Regions from separate parts of the Mus musculus genome. Here region 1 is linked to region 2. Evidence: chromatin contacts called from public promoter capture Hi-C data. All regions are on one chromosome and are shown on one strand. Each heading gives the region's core, a stretch centred on a gene start, on an enhancer-like site or on the middle of the called end of the contact. The rest is flanking DNA. Distances are from core to core; before and after follow the strand shown. Region 1 overlaps Usp33 (ubiquitin specific peptidase 33). Region 2 overlaps Fubp1 (far upstream element (FUSE) binding protein 1).

The links. Capture Hi-C pulls out chosen DNA fragments and counts their contacts.
Region 1: a contact with region 2 is called in a promoter capture Hi-C map of pancreatic islet. The contact joins two enhancer-like sites. A contact is called at or near these places in 25 of 484 Hi-C or Micro-C datasets (CD4 T cells, the G1E-ER4 cell line, Sertoli cells and 16 more) and 4 of 9 other capture datasets (adipose tissue, embryonic stem cells, liver and 1 more).

What each region holds. Positions count from the first base shown.
Region 1 is chr3:152,355,626-152,358,325 of GRCm38.p6, forward strand. It overlaps Usp33 (ubiquitin specific peptidase 33), which reads left to right. Exons shown (of 24, transcript NM_133247.3): 2 at 2,215-2,346; 3 at 2,521-2,574. The coding sequence starts at 2,266. Among named protein-coding and RNA genes, the nearest start is that of Usp33, 10 kb to the left of the region's middle. Within about 2 kb of position 1,331, at least 101 of the 459 cell types and tissues checked have an H3K27ac peak or open chromatin away from gene starts, as enhancers often do. A contact at or near this core is called in the G1E-ER4 cell line, pancreatic islet and trophoblast stem cells, where this site is marked.
Region 2 is chr3:152,230,667-152,233,366 of GRCm38.p6, forward strand. It overlaps Fubp1 (far upstream element (FUSE) binding protein 1), which reads left to right. Exons shown (of 20, transcript NM_057172.4): 19 at 1,211-1,356; 20 at 1,729-2,700. The coding sequence ends at 1,737. Among named protein-coding and RNA genes, the nearest start is that of Fubp1, 22 kb to the left of the region's middle. Within about 2 kb of position 1,290, at least 32 of the 459 cell types and tissues checked have an H3K27ac peak or open chromatin away from gene starts, as enhancers often do. A contact at or near this core is called in the G1E-ER4 cell line, pancreatic islet and trophoblast stem cells, where this site is marked.

The DNA.
Region 1 (2,700 bases), core at 81-2,580, 120 kb after region 2:
TCCCAGCTGTGCACTCATTGGAGCTGGGAGTGAGTATGTAGTTACCGTTCCTGCCACTTTCCAGAGATTGGTTACTGTCTCGTTCTCTCTTCTGGGAGACCGTACCTTGGGAGCTTTAACCACCCTGAGCTTCCTGTCTAACTCACCTTTCTGCTCTGAGGCCTACAGTCTCTCCAGGCTCAGCTGGGCCAGTCACAGTGCTTTATCCATTTTAATTTTGTTGGAGTCACTGTTCTGTTCTGTAATGCAAAAGACCATTGCTTTGTATGTTTTGTTTGTTTACATTTTGAGTTACTTAAGGTGAAAGGGTAATTGAACCCAGCTCTTCCCTCTTGACTGGCAGTACATGTACTTGGGTACAAAAAGGAGAGGAGAGATGAGAAAAGGGTGAAAAAGATTGCCAGACATTTTCTTAAAAACATGAATAAGAACATTAACAAGTGTTTAAATTGAACTTCTACAGTGTCATTTAGTTACTATTTTTCAAATGTTAAAAATTACTATTATTATTCAAATCTGCATATTTGTATGTGTATGTGAGTATAGGCAACATGTACCCACAGTGGATGTGTGCAAGTCTCCTTTTCCTCCTCATTGAGACAGGTTCTCTCTGGTTGGCAAGACGCTACTGCTGCAGACAGCAGATAAAATTGAACTGTAGAACAGGGAGGTGTAAAGCTAGTACTCACCTGGATGCTTTGTCCTTACTGGTTTCCTCTGTAGGTTTCTGTGTGTGCTGGTGAAGGAGAAACAGTCGCCACTCTTACCCAGCTGTGAACTGTGCAAGCGACCTTAACAGCTGTCCTGGCAGGACATGCCCACTGGTGAAGCTGCAGTGTGTGCGCATACCAACCACTTTCTGACTACTTGATTTAAGGATTGTCCCACAAGATAAACTCATATTTGGTACCATTGCCGGGACAAATAACCTCTTGCTAGATAGGTCATAGACTGGGAGGGAGAACCTGCCATCTGCTAAAGGACATAGTCTTAAACTGACTCGTAATAACTAAAGTGTTACACCCATAGATTGATATACCTCTTTTTTTGTTTGTTTGGTTGGTTGGTTTTGAGATAAAGATTCTTTGTGTAGCCCTGGTGGTCCTGTAATTCACTCTGCAGACCAGGTGGGCCTTGAATTCATAGAGTTCTGCTCCTGAGTGCTGGGATTAAAGGGTGTGTCCCCACCACCAGGCTGATGATGGGTCTCTTAATCCTCATCAGAGAAGCTTTCATTTCTAGGATACCCACACTGTTAAAGGGATGGAGAATACGGGAGTGCAGAGTGCTCTGCCCACATCGGGTGTCTGTATCACACCCTCCTCCCAAGGCTCTGGGGACACGTGGACTAGGCAGTGGTGCGTGACCGAAAGGAAAGCCCTGGAGAGCAGAGCAGTGGTGATGACACCATGCACAGAAGCTTCAGCACATCCGGCTTAGGCCGGACCAGACCCCAGCACAGAGGGGGAGGTGAGCAAGAAGTCTGCTCCGGGCCCAGGCGCTACTGCACTTGATAGTTGCTAGTGGAGGCTGAGTCAAGTTACGTTTTTGAGCGTAGTCCCAGGTTAACCATTCTCCAGTGGAAGGTCACACATCCAAGAATATATAGGCAACACAATTGCATTTGATTGGTATTAAAATAAAAGACACAAATTTTGGTGGGTAGGAAAGGAGAGGTGGATTTGGGGAAGAGTTGAGGAAGGGAGAAAATAATGATCAAAGATGTGTGAAATTCTCAAAGAACTATTAAGTCAGGTGTGTGGAACACACTTTTAATCCCAGCACTTGGAAGGCAAAGGCAGGTGGATCTTGATGAGTTTGAAGCCCATCTGATCTACATAATGAGTCCCAGGACAGCCAGAGCTCCCTGGTGAGACCCTGTCTCAAAAAACAGGCAAACAAAACAAGCCTGTGATGTTGTGCATCGTCATTTCCAGCACTTGGGAGGCAGAGACCAGAGGGTCTTTTATGAGTTTAGGCCAGTCTGGTCTACTCAGTGACTTCCAGGGCAGCCAAACTACACAGTGAAACTTTGTCTCAAATCAATCTACCCATCGATCAGTCAGTCATGAAAATTTATTTATTCCACCGGCTGCAGGTGTGTCTGAACATTTTTGGCAGGGAGAGCATGTATATTCCTTATTTTATCTTTTCTTTAGCCAGTTTTAGCTTGTTAAGATTTTGTAATTAAGTTTTGGGTCACCTTTTCTGTAGGTTTTGCCTGATTTGAAAAGCCTTGAGAAAGAGAAGGAAAACTGTAAGAAAATGACGACTTTTCGAAATCATTGTCCACATTTGGATTCAGTTGGTGAAATAACGAAAGAGGACTTGATACAGAAATCTCTCGTAAGTTCTATAGTAGTCACCCCTGAAATTGCTGCGCTCACTTTCCTCTTAAATACACATCTAAGTCAATTAGTAGGGCACTCTGTGTCATGTGTAAAAATGTATGTTGTTACAGGGAATTGTGTGTGTCTGACACACTGACACAGCAAATGTCTCTTGTGTTTATTTTCCCAGGGCGCTTGTCAGGACTGTAAAGTCAGAGGACCAAACCTGTGGGCGTGCCTGGAGGTATATGTGTGGGGGGTGTGTGTGTGTGTCTGTGTGTTTTCCTGAAAGTTTTCAGTTGAAAATTTAATTTTATACATATTAATAACAATTTTTGATGTATAAAATAATTTTACATGAGTATACTTT
Region 2 (2,700 bases), core at 40-2,539:
GCTATACAGAGAAACCCTGTCTCGAAAAAAAAGAAAAAGAAACTCATTTGCAGTTAACTTGCTTGTTTACAAAATTCATTAAGTATTTCTAGAATTCGATTTTTATCATTTGATAACTCAGAATGGTCACTTAAAACAAAATTACTAATAAACGCTGAGTTTTGGGCTGGTGAGATCGCTCAGTGGGTAAGAGCACCCTACTGCTCGTCCGAAGGTCCGGAGTTCAAATCCCAGCAACCACATGGTGGCTCACAACAACCATCTGTAACAAGATCTGACACCCTCTTCTGGAGTGTCTGAAGACAGCTACAGTGTACTTACATATAATAAATAAATAAATCTTTAAAAAAAAAAAGCTGAGTTTTACATCTTTCATTGAACTTTATTTCAGCTGCCAGGTTATTTTTAGTAAAGCTGTGATATAAACTCAGTATGTCTTTTGCTTCATTGTGTGTGTCATAAATATCTTTCAGTACTTCTCTGTAGTTTAAGACTAGTAATATAGTGACCCAAATGGATAGAAGAGTGGTGAGCTAGGTATGGTGGCACATATACGCATTTAGTCCTAGTGCTCAGGAGGCAGAAGCAGGTAGATCTCCAAGGATGAGGTCAGCCCTGGATAGTGAGACCCTTTCTCAGTTAGCAAAAAAAAAAAACAAAGCGTTTCTTCTTTCCTTGTCAAAGATTATATCTGAATTTTCCCCTTTGTTTAAAGGTATGTGAGTTTGGGTCATTTTGTCTTTTACTAATCAAGCTGAACTAAGAGACTGAAACTTGTGATTGAAGTGAAAAGAGTATCTTTGCCGTTTCTTGTGTGCTGCACTTTCCCCCCTCATCCTCCCTCCCTTGTCTAAGGCATATTTAAGATAAACAGAAACTGAAGGGGCAATGAGGCACAGATAATCCTAGCACGTGGGAAGTTGCCAAGAGGATAACAAGTTTTGAGCCACCTGTGCTACATAAGTGAAACCCTGTGTTGAGATAAAAACAAGAGCTATTGCCCCTCTGTGCCTTGCATTATAAGCTGTACTTAATGGTACATACATTTTTGTATTAAAGTTGAGGGGGTGTTTTAGGTCACAAGGGCAGACACGAGGTTATTAAAAGGCTTGGAAGAAGTATTAAAAAGGCAAGATGCTGTGTTTACTAGAGAAGAGTTACTGTGAGATTTGTAATTATAGCAGCAATAAAGTTCTCTGTTTTCCTGAAGGTCAAGCAGTTCCTGCTCCTGCTGGGGCCCCACCAGGTGGTCAGCCGGATTATAGTGCAGCCTGGGCTGAGTACTATAGACAGCAAGCAGCGTATTATGCCCAGACAAGTCCCCAGGGGATGCCGCAGCATCCTCCAGCACCTCAGGTAGAAAACATTTGCTATTTTTTTTGTTTTGTTTTTGTTTTTGTTTTCCACTCCAACCATGTTTTCTGCATGTTTGTCTGTTTGGGAATGAATATGTTTTACTTGGTAAAGTATAACTACATGAAATATCGTGTTGTGTTTGGGGACTCAGTTTTTCTAATAATGTTTTCTGGCATCTGAGTGCTATTTTTGTAATGCCTTTGATTTTAAAAATAAATTTTCTTCCCCCCAGGGATTTGCAAATCATGCAAGAAGCCACCATCATTTATATTAACCAGTTTTTCTTTCTTAAAGGATTCACTCCTGAATTAGCTCCATTTAAAGGATTTTCTTTAACTTTTTGTGTATCTCTTATGTATCTCTTCTGCACAGGGCCAATAATAAGAAGTGGACAATACAGTATTTGCTTCATTGTGTGGGGGAAAAAACCTTTGTTAAATATATGGATGCAGACGACTTGATGAAGATCTTAATTTTGTTTTTGGTTTAAAGTAGTGTTTTTTTCCCCCCCTTTTTTTTTATTTTGAAAATGTACAAAATAACTATCACTACTGATAGGAGGTTAATATTTCTGTGTAGAAATGAAAATTGGTTTGTTTTTAGTCTTTAGTGTAGATGTACACATTCCAGCAAATGTATTTGCAACTATTATGTGGTCGATGCTTTGTGATATAAATGTACTTTTTCAATGTATACTTTCACTTTTAAAATGCCTGTTTTGTGCTTTACAATAAATGATATGAAACCTCCTGTGTCGGTAAGTTGGATATGTGGGTAAAGGATTCATAGTTTCTTAGCAGTGATAAATTAAGATACATGTACACGAATATATAAGCTTTCCCCATGAATTACTGAGTTTTTAAACACTGGCATGTTTTTTCCCCTGTTGGAGTATAGTGGTAGATTGGAGGTTCTTTTCTGTTGTATTTGGCTATTTCAGCACAAGTAATCCTGATATTTTCATGTTTTTCCTTCTATTTGATTAAAAACTGCATGTGTATACAATGATCTTTAGTATACTTCCATTGCATTAACAGTGACATTTCCTTTTATACATGAGCACTATTTCAGACCTGTACCGCTGCTACAACAGTTAACCTTCCTGTTCTTCACTTATTTCCGAGACTGTTTCAGCATAACTAATTTTGAACAGTTTGCAGACAGTGATTTGAGGAGTTTATAAGAAACATTGTTTTTTTCATGTAAAGCAACTCTTTCCATGTATATATATATATTATAATAGTGTGTTTCTCTCTAAATTCAGGATAGAAAAGTAATAGAATGTGAAAGTATAGCTACATTGCATCTGCCATTGAAACATTTGGGGTATGAAAATGTTCAAGC